3 separate regions of the Drosophila melanogaster genome follow, and all the other regions are linked to region 2. A link is a contact called in public Hi-C and HiChIP or PLAC-seq data. All regions are on one chromosome and are shown on one strand. The core of a region is the stretch at or near the end of the contact, and the rest is flanking DNA. Distances in the headings are between cores, read along the strand shown.

Region 1 (3,014 bases), core at 285-2,784, 74 kb before region 2:
GACACCAAATCGGTGCAACATGCATCCCGATCCCACCAAATATGACAAATGCCAGAGCTCCAAGTTGCAGCACTCGATCAATCCGATGACTAAAATGGCAATATTGCTAAATCGGACGACTAAGCGACGCGTTCGATTGTGTAATCATTATCGATTTCTGGGTTGGGCCAAACAATAAAACCTTTCAAATCACCGATCTGCATTACTAAGTGTGCAGAGTGTGTAATGAAGGTATGCAGTCAGGTATTAATTAATGAGTTTCAAATTAAATAGGCCACACTTGTGGGACTTTGTTTCGAAGACAATTTCCCAGGGGCCAATTGGCAATTAAGCGGTTGAGCACTTGATAGAAGAAAAAACAAATGACCAACTTAAAATGGCTAATTTGTCTTATAATATGTTGCCCAAACACAACTTTTATTCACGTTAAATAACTAAAAATCGAAAAGTAATTGTATCAAAGGACAAATTTATCAGTGATGTCTAAATAAAACCTCTTAAAACACATTCATTTTGTCTGTTTGTTGTGCATTTTGATTGAATGGATTGGTGTAATATATCACTTATTTTCCGCTTAGTTAAAACCGCAATAAATCCGCATACGTAAACTATTGAAAAAATTTTCCAGTGAATGAAAATTCATATGAATTGAAAAGCAATTATTTACGAAGCACTCACACAATGGCACCATACACGGATAAACAAAACAAAAGCAAACGAAATGTTTTGTTTAAAACAAATCAAGTAAAAAGATTCTTATTAAGATGCGGGAGTATAAACAAACACATTGTAGATCACTTATGTTAGCTTTTTTTTTAGCTAAACATGAGTAAGAAATTAAGAGCTTATCAGTTCAAAGTTCATAATATTTTGTTGAATATAAAATTCTTTAAACTCTGTTTTTATATTTGTGATTAATATTTTAAAATTCGTTTCACATTAAGGAATTCATAACTCAATTAATTTAACATTGATAAGCACCGCCGTAGTCATCACATATAGTTTCACCTTTGACACATTCACAGGTAATTTATTAGCCTACGTAATTTCTTATCTGACGGAGGGCTTTTCATCTATACACATCGTATATAGATGATTTTCTGAATTGAACACACGCATCACAAAATCACTCATACGCCACGTTGACGGGCAGACAAAAAAGGAAAACACAAAATAATAGAGAATCGAACAAGTGGAGCAACTGCATAAAATCGAACCTGCACAAAACTCATCAGCAAAATAAACCAGGGCACCCGCCACAATCGCTTCCTCCTCACATGGCCCACGTCAATGGTTCGTGTCAGGTCATCAATGAATTTCTTGTGCGATTCCGCACTGAATGCGACACTCGCCGGATTGCCATCCGAATCCGTGGAATTCTCCGGCAGCAGCAGGAGCCTGACATCCTTGACGCAATTGTTATTACTTTCACTGGCACCATTGCTCTCCACTTGGGCAGACATAATGCGATTCGAAGTCGGCGGCGACAACCGATGCACGGAACGTTGAACGCGCGACTAGGCCGAGTGGGTGATTGTTCTTTCAAATGCCCCACGATCCATTCCGATCCGATCGAATCACGCCGGTTGCCTACAACATCATTGCGAGCATTGTGCTAATACAGTGATTTTGGGACTTTCAGAAGCATGCTTTTAGGCGGCCTACGGTTTTTGTCTCGACTGCATCTTATTTTAAGAAAAATCTTGAGATCACTTCAAGATATTATTTTCTTTATTACGAAATTGGTAGTTATTATGTATAATATGTTTTGAAACTTTTTTATAGAACGATTTACAGGGAATAAGTTTGAATAAATTGTATGACAGATAGCTGGTGCCGCGAGGCGCTACAAAATATTGGACGTCACCAGTGCAGCAGGACGAGGTTCAGGACCAGGATACGGCAGTGACAGTGGAGCTTCATTTAGCGACCACATGTTGGTAGGGTAGGTAGGTAGTTAGTGTTGTTGGCGCGTAATCTCATTGATTACATTTTGTTACATTTAGGATAATATTATAAATAATTATTGTACATTATTAGTCATTGTGTCATTGTGATGTTAATTTCTTACATTTTACACTTACAATAACAATTACAACTGAAATATAATTTAAATACCACCATTTCCTACATAGAATTTTCTCTTATTTTAAAAACATTTCCTTGGCATTTGACATTTTGGTGCGGGCGATGTTGCACGCAGGTTGCAGCAACAATTCCGAGGAGCAAACACAAACACAGAAATGTGGTGAGAAGCACTCGCTCTCTTGGCAGTAGCGATTAAGCTTTCAGAGAGAGCTTTTTTTTACTCATTTCAAAGTTTATGCTTTAACAAAAAAGAGACAATTTGTAGCAGTCTTCTCATTCTCGGTTTTTTTTCGGTTTTTCTTCTCCTAAAGATTTATCTTGATGATTTCAACAGCTGTTTTACATTATCAGAATGAAAATATTGCGATCGCATACATAAGCATGTACAATAAGCCATGATTCCAATTACAAGACTATATTATAATTGAAACACAAATTTAATAGTTCCGAAATGTTTTAAAAAATAAGAAAAAATTAAACCTACGAAATGGGTGTGTTGTAATTGTAATTGTTATTGTGTTTTGAATTTTACCTAGTATAAAAACAAAATCCACAAATCTTGTTTTTCAATCCTCTTTACCAAACCGTTCGCAAATTCAACTGCAAGTGAAAGTGCAAGAGGAAAATTTCTCTCTCTCTTTCGTTTGGCAGCAGGCGTCTCTTTCTACGTTGGACACGTGGTGGGCGTGGGCGTGGGCGTTGATGGTGGGAGGCGACTGTCAACACCGAATGCTTGGTTATGAATGGCTTTTAATGAAATATTTATGTAACAAGCAATAAAGAGCACTTTTGGCTTCTCGGCGGATGCGAAAGAGATGGCAGCATTGCGAAATAGAAATGTCGAAAGAGAGGGGGGGATGCACAAGAGCGTTGGAAATAATTGTTTGGCTAGTTAAGTTTGACGCTACGTTGAACTAAGATAAAGC
Region 2 (3,327 bases), core at 518-3,017:
ACCGCGTCACTCTTCCATGCTTTTATCAATAATTCTTAAGAAGAAAATCTACAAAAAAATATACAAAGTATTTACCCCCACAAGACTACAAATGAAATAGCCCAGTTATCCGCTTTCGGCTACAAATTCTACAAGTGTAAAAAGGAAAATAAGAAGAAATATAGCAAATTCCCGCAGCAAGTGAAATAGGTGAGTGCAAGAAAGTTCTTCAAGTGTTCAGACCAAAAGCGGATATTCTAGTTGTCCTTGAGTGTGAATGGAAAGTGGGTTGGTGTGCTGTGAACTCGTCCTGTGTGCTGTGTGTGTGTGAGTGGGTGTGTGCGACACGGTGCTTGGGCTTCCACGCTGCATGACAGATTATCGCAAGGACCTTGCCGTCCTTTGAGTGTCCTCGACGGTTATTGAAATTGCTGCAATTGAGTTCGGAGTGCTCGAAGCTATTTAATTGCTGCCGCCTGCCTCCAAGAACTTGCTTTTCACCACTTCTGTCGAAGATGAGCTAACTATTTTGCTGATTTTTGGTGGATTTTAATCTTTATATCTCAGAAATATACTATCGAATATAATCATCTATACTTAATTTCAATATAAATGCTGGTAAATTTTTGAAAAGTGTATATAATATTGCTTAAAAAATGTTCAATATGTAAAACTCTTAAATGACTTATAGTTAGTTTCTAGTCCTTGTTCCATCCACTGTGTCTAATCGAAGCTTTTTGGCCATCTCTGGTTCGGGTCAATAGGAAAGGAGTAGGGAACAGAAGGAGCAGCTAAAAGTCCTCTTCTTTTTCCCGCAGGTGTTGTAAGCCAGCAACGAGTCCTGGAACTGAGCCAAAGCTGCTTTCTCTCAAGTGCTAACTAATTTCGTTGTTGTCCTTACCGCCTCTGCTCCACATCTCGGGCCCAAGGATGCTCTCTGCATCCTCGGGCTTAGCCTCATTCCCTGGCTCATCCTCATCATCGGCGTCTTCCTGCAGTTTCGTTTTTGGTGTCAGCAACATTTCTTCAACTGGTTTCGTTTGCCCTGCCAGTCAGGTTGTTGTCCTTTTTGGTCCTCTGTGTCCTTTATAGAGTTCTATGCGATTTTTCTCTTGTTTTTGATTTTTATTTTTTCATTTGCTCCTTCGTAGTGCAATCTTTTTGGCAAACTCTTGTGTGGCGCACAGTTGTTGACTCTGTTTCGGGGCCAAGCCAATTCCTTTTTGGCCTGGCCAAGTCATCTCTTGGCTTGTTTCGGCGTTTTATGCACTTGTGTGCTCCATACCTTTGGTCCACCCCTTTGCCAAATACGCTCTACACATATGATCTGGCTTCTGTTTCGAATTTTTATGGCCGTCGTCTCAGTTGTCCTTTCTTAACTTGGCCGAAAGTTGAGTTTCCTTCGTTGGGGCAAGATGTCTCATTTGGATCGTAACACTTAGCTTAATGTTTACGACGTTTGCCGTGAAAATAGTTTTCAACTGAAGTGAAATAGGAGGTTTTATAGTTTTGTTCGGGTGTATATTTTGCGAATAATAATGTTCCTCCTAATGACCACAAAAAAGGAATAAACGTTTCCTATATAGAAATTTTTTTTCTATTTCATAGAAAAAATCTTCTATTCTTCGATATGTTCAATTTCAGATCATAGCAACTCTTCATATATTTATCAGCTTTATAATTTTATGAAAAAAAGTAATATTTAAGTGAAATCTTTTTGCTTTCAAGATTTGAAATTAAATAAAGCTTTTATTAAAAGCTTTTGCGTCAAAGCTTCAACGTTGCTAATGGCAGAAGCTCTCTCAAGATCAGCTGTTTCTCAATGCCGAGCATGTGGTTGGTTTCGTTGTGAATGCCAAAAACAACAGCTGATCGCGCGGCGTGGCAGAGCGAAAAAGTAAAAATCTCTCTTCGTTTTTATCGAAATCGGCGCAGTTTCGCCTAATTTCTGCGGTGTTTTCGTGCAACACGACTGTTTGCCGATTGTAAATAGGTGTAAAACAACTTAAATGTGATTAATTTTGCAACTAAATCTGGACAAGTGAGTTGTTACGACATCGGTGCACCAAGTAAAGTTGTCTAACCCAAAATTTTCCCAGATAAAACGGCGAAAAACAAGTCAACTAAGAGAAGTTCTCTTCTTCAACGCCGATCTTCGCTCCAACATTTGCAACATTGATGGGGTTTTTTTTGTTTAAAAACATAGTTCGCAATTCTGATAAATTATTCGGAAATAAAACTCCAACTAGAGTTTCGCTATTGTCCAGATTTTGTGGCACTTCCTTGGCTGGTAAAATGGAGAAGGTTTATTTGAGAAATGCAAGTGATACCAAAGAATTGGACATTGTGTTTCGCTTTGTGAATGAGAATTTGAAAATAAACCGGGAATTCAATTTCCGTCGCCAGATGAATGAGCCCATTGATGCGATATTGGCCAGGATTCAGAGTAATATTATTGGCAGGCTTGCAAAGTCCTGCAAAAAATCAAAAATCAAACCGCCGGCAGAAATCAATGTTAAACTTCTGAGTGACAAATATGGTGAAAAATTCAATGAATTAACATTTGAGGATCTAGTCGTCACCCAAGATATCAGCAATGTAAAACTGCAGGTATTAGATACGGTCTACGATTTGGTGTTCAATCCACCGTGGATTTCATCCCTAAAATTTTTGCCCTCATGCATATTGGCAGGATTTGTAATATACCCCACCAATGTTCAGATACAATTCGGAGAACGTCAGTTCAGCAAAGCAGTTTGGTTCAAGGCCAAAAAGCCCACAGACACCGATTGGGAGGTGTGCGGAGAAGGATTTCAATATCTAGTGACTCCTGAGGATATTGGTTACCATTTGAAGTTCGTGGTGACGCCGGGTAATGCACTGGGAATGACGGGTCCTGTGGTGGAGAAGATAACCAACTCTGCAGTGCAGGAATCTCCCGGGCGTTGTCCATTCCAAGATCGCCAAAGGCACACCACGAATTCTTTGAGCGAATCGAATGAAATTCGTGTGGTGTCTTACAATTTGTTGGCCGATTTATATGCCAGTAGTGACTATGCCGGTAGCACTCTGTTCTCCTATTGCCCGGCAAAGTATCTGCAAATAGACTATAGGAAGCCACTGTTCATCAACGAGATCATCGGTTATAACTCCGATATTCTCTGTCTACAAGAAGTCGATCAGCGAATATTTGATTTTGATTTAAAGGAAATTCTAGAACAACCGCCGTATAACTATCACGGCATAATGGCCCCGAAAGGCAAATGCGCTGAGGGAGTGGCAATTTTCTTTCGGAACTCGCGCTTCGATCTCTTGGATTCTCAAATCCTGCATTTGGGGTCCAATATT
Region 3 (3,373 bases), core at 28-2,527, 97 kb before region 2:
GCATTCTGAATGCCAACTGGCTAGTCACCGCTGCCCACTGCCTGACCAATAGTAACCAGGTGCTGGGCAGCACCTTGGTGGCCGGAAGCATCGCGGTGGACGGAACTGCAAGCACTACGCAGACGCGGAGCATCACGTACTTCGTGATCAATGACTTGTACACCGGCGGAACTGTGCCCTATGACATCGGAATGATCTACACGCCCACCGCCTTCGTTTGGAGCGCCGCCGTTGCCCCAGTGACGCTACCATCCTCGGGAGTGGTGCCCACTGGCACCGCCAATCTGTACGGATGGGGCAGCACTAGCACCACGAATACCGCCTCCTATCCGTCGACCCTGCAGGTGGCCACCAATGTGCCTATCATTTCGCTGAGCTCCTGCGAAAGCGCCCTGGGCACCAAGGGCAGCGATGTCCACTCGACCAATCTGTGCACTGGTCCTCTAACTGGCGGCGTTAGCATTTGCACCTCGGATTCGGGCGGACCACTGGTCCAGGGCAATGTCCTTATTGGCATCGTGTCCTGGGGCAAGTTACCTTGTGGTCAGGCCAACTCACCGTCGGTTTACGTGCAGGTCTCGTCGTTTATATCGTGGATATCGGCTAACCAGCAGGTGTCCTAAATAGTCGAGTTTTTCCCTATTTTTTCAATAAAAGCAATCAAATGTGTGTCCCTAGTGGCGGTCACTTAAATGTGGGACTTTCCTTCGCATCACAGCTACTATATCAAACAACGAGCTGTTTTTTAAAGTTTATCTTATCTCGTAAAGAGAGAGGAACACGGTGAGCAACCAACGAACAGATTTATATGCTTCACATATTTTCGGGCTGTAAATAACAATTTCTTACATTGCACAATAACAGAATAACGAACCGAATCATTGTGAAATATGTGAGTTAAGTAAATAATGTTGAGACTATGGTTTCAAAATCTAAACATTTCTTACCAGAACTAACCTTTTTAACAATGGTCTTATAGATATTATATTTATAATATTTTCCTTATCAATGGACGGGGATCCCCTCGAAAATACAGAATGACAAACTTGAGATATTGCCCTCAACACCCTTTTGCATCTATTCTCATTGTTGACTGAGTCTATCATAACAAGAGAGAAATATATATATATAAAATCGTATAATCTTAAGTTATAATAGGCTCTTATCTGAAAGACAAGGGCTCTGATTGAAAGTTCTTATCATATTCTCGGTTGGCTCGCATGAAATTTTTTATCACGAATTAATTTAAAAAGCCGTCGATAGTGCCAATGTAAACAGTTCTGTGAAAACCATGATTGCGAATGGACAACAAACCATGTGGCGCCATCGCCACCTGGCCACTATCCTCCTGCTGGCGGTGTGCGTTTCCCAAGGATCTGGATTAGCCTTGGACCAACCCGAAGGACGCGTTGTGGGTGGAAAAGCGGCGGCGGCCAATAGTGCTCCGTATATAGTGTCCATGCAGTACGGAGGAACTCACTATTGCGCCGCTAACATCATTAATTCCAACTGGCTGGTAACGGCTGCTCACTGCCTGGCCAATAGGAATCAAGTACTTGGAAGCACCCTGGTGGCTGGAAGCATTGCGGTGGCCGGAACAGCGAGCACAACACAGAAGAGGCAAATCACCCACTATGTGATCAATGATCTTTATACCGGCGGAACTGTGCCCTATGACATCGGATTGATTTACACGCCCACCGCCTTCACTTGGACCGCTGCAGTGGCTCCGGTGAAGCTGCCATCGTCCGGCGTGAGGCCAACTGGAAAGGCTGACCTCTTTGGCTGGGGCAGTACTAGCAAAACGAATAGCCCCTCATATCCGAAAACCCTCCAGGAGGCGAAGAACATACCCATCATAAGCCTCGACTCCTGCGCTGCGGCACTTGGCTCTAAGGGTCAGGATGTGCACACCACGAACCTGTGCACAGGTCCTCTCACCGGCGGCACCAGCTTTTGCACCTCGGACTCCGGTGGTCCGCTGGTCCAGGGAAACGTTCTAATCGGCATCGTGTCTTGGGGAAAACTTCCATGTGGTCAGCCCAACTCTCCGTCGGTGTATGTCCAGGTCTCCTCGTTCATAACATGGATAGCAGCCAACCAAAAGAAATGAATTCTGGAGTATAAGATAGTATCTGAATAAAGAAATACTTATGAGATTGCAGTATCACGTGCTTATTATAAATGACAACTTTTAGAGTCTTTAAAATCATGCATTAATTGATTGTAATGTATCTTTGAAAGAACTTAAAAGCATTTATATACATTTTGTTATATGTCGAATTATCTTATCTAATAAATAAATAGAGCTAGTTTAAGAAGATGGTAACCAATGTATATATATATTTTATAACAAAGTAAATCAGATAAGACTATAAATGTTTTAGATATCCAACTTATATGTGAACCCAATTTTAACTAGATAAAGCTTTCCAAGAAGTAGCAAAAATAAAGATATAAAAATAAGCTTTATCTTTTCTTTTGTTATAAAAAACTGAATATAAACCAAAAAAGGGTAATGTCAACAAGATGTTATCTTTACCAAGAAATATCCGGATTAACTTTCCATTTTTCTATTGCACAACTATTCTGAGCACTATACTCCCCAGGGAACTTAGCACTTGGAATGAGTTTTGCTTTTGAATCCGTCTCACTTTTGGTGTCAGCACGTCCAGATTTCATTTCATCCCAGACACTCCTCTTCAATCGCTGTTTTTATCAATCATATTGATCGGAATGTTCTTATTGGGAAACTAATTGCTCGGTAAGTTGCTGGACACGATCGCAATCAGTTTATTGACACGACCAGTACATAATTGAATGGACATATCAATTTCCCATCACAATCACACCAGCAAAGCTTATTAAGTGCCTCCAAAAGAGCTTCGCAAGCAAGGCGGCCAAGAGCGCGGAACGTGGCCCAAAGAACGATGGCCAGAACACGCCCGCAGCTAATCAGGCTCTAATGGCGATAAATATTTCATTCTATATTATTCTGTTTCCATTCCCCCAACCAAACACGCCTCCAAGTCCCAGTCAAGCTGCCTGGCCAAGGAGTCAAGACAAAGCGACGACTCAACGGGAATGGACAGGGGAGTCCACCAGAACAGACCCACCGACGGACCCCCGCCTCCATCAGACGGACAAAATCTCCGACGCGATCGATGAAGACAAGGCTGATAAAGGAGTCACCATGCGGGAACCAGAGATGCCGCAGTGAGTCCACCCGAATTTCGAAAAAGTGGAAGTTGCATTTCTTATAGAGAGTAATCAATTGCGATCATTTGCAGCATATTATGAAGAACAAGTTTTAAAACTCAAAAAATTTGTTTAGTATAAGTTTAAAAAGAGTTTTTAGTTTATAAAAGTGAAT

The links. Hi-C and Micro-C count contacts between places; a contact is called where the count stands out from the background. HiChIP or PLAC-seq counts read pairs in DNA pulled down with a chosen protein or histone mark.
Region 1: a Hi-C map of the Kc167 cell line shows a contact between it and region 2, with 8 times the contacts expected there. The contact joins the promoter of rho-6 here to the promoter of CG31759 in region 2. A contact is called at or near these places in 25 of 107 Hi-C or Micro-C datasets (the Clone 8 cell line, the Kc167 cell line, the ML-DmBG3-c2 cell line and 7 more) and 2 of 6 datasets of contacts at active chromatin or transcription factors (both in the Kc167 cell line).
Region 3: a contact with region 2 is called in an H3K27ac HiChIP or PLAC-seq map of the Kc167 cell line, with 4 times the contacts expected there. The contact joins the promoter of Phae2 here to the promoter of CG31759 in region 2. A contact is called at or near these places in 4 of 107 Hi-C or Micro-C datasets (the Clone 8 cell line, the Kc167 cell line, the S2 cell line and 1 more) and 1 of 6 datasets of contacts at active chromatin or transcription factors (the Kc167 cell line).

The regions. Positions count from the first base shown.
Region 1 is chr2L:12,131,877-12,134,890 of dm6, forward strand. It overlaps rho-6 (rhomboid-6), which reads right to left and starts at 1,535. Exons shown (of 4, transcript NM_176024.3): 1 at 1,218-1,535. The coding sequence starts at 1,463.
Region 2 is chr2L:12,205,942-12,209,268 of dm6, forward strand. It overlaps CG31759, which reads left to right and starts at 1,768. Exons shown (of 2, transcript NM_165001.3): 1 at 1,768-2,020; 2 at 2,079-3,327. The coding sequence starts at 2,275. The region is part of intron 1 of bru1 (bruno 1); the gene reads left to right.
Region 3 is chr2L:12,109,833-12,113,205 of dm6, forward strand. It overlaps Phae2 (Phaedra 2), which reads left to right and starts at 1,278. Exons shown (of 1, transcript NM_001298942.1): 1 at 1,278-2,424. The coding sequence starts at 1,316. The coding sequence ends at 2,113. It overlaps Phae1 (Phaedra 1), which reads left to right. Exons shown (of 1, transcript NM_001298941.1): 1 at 1-832. The coding sequence ends at 623.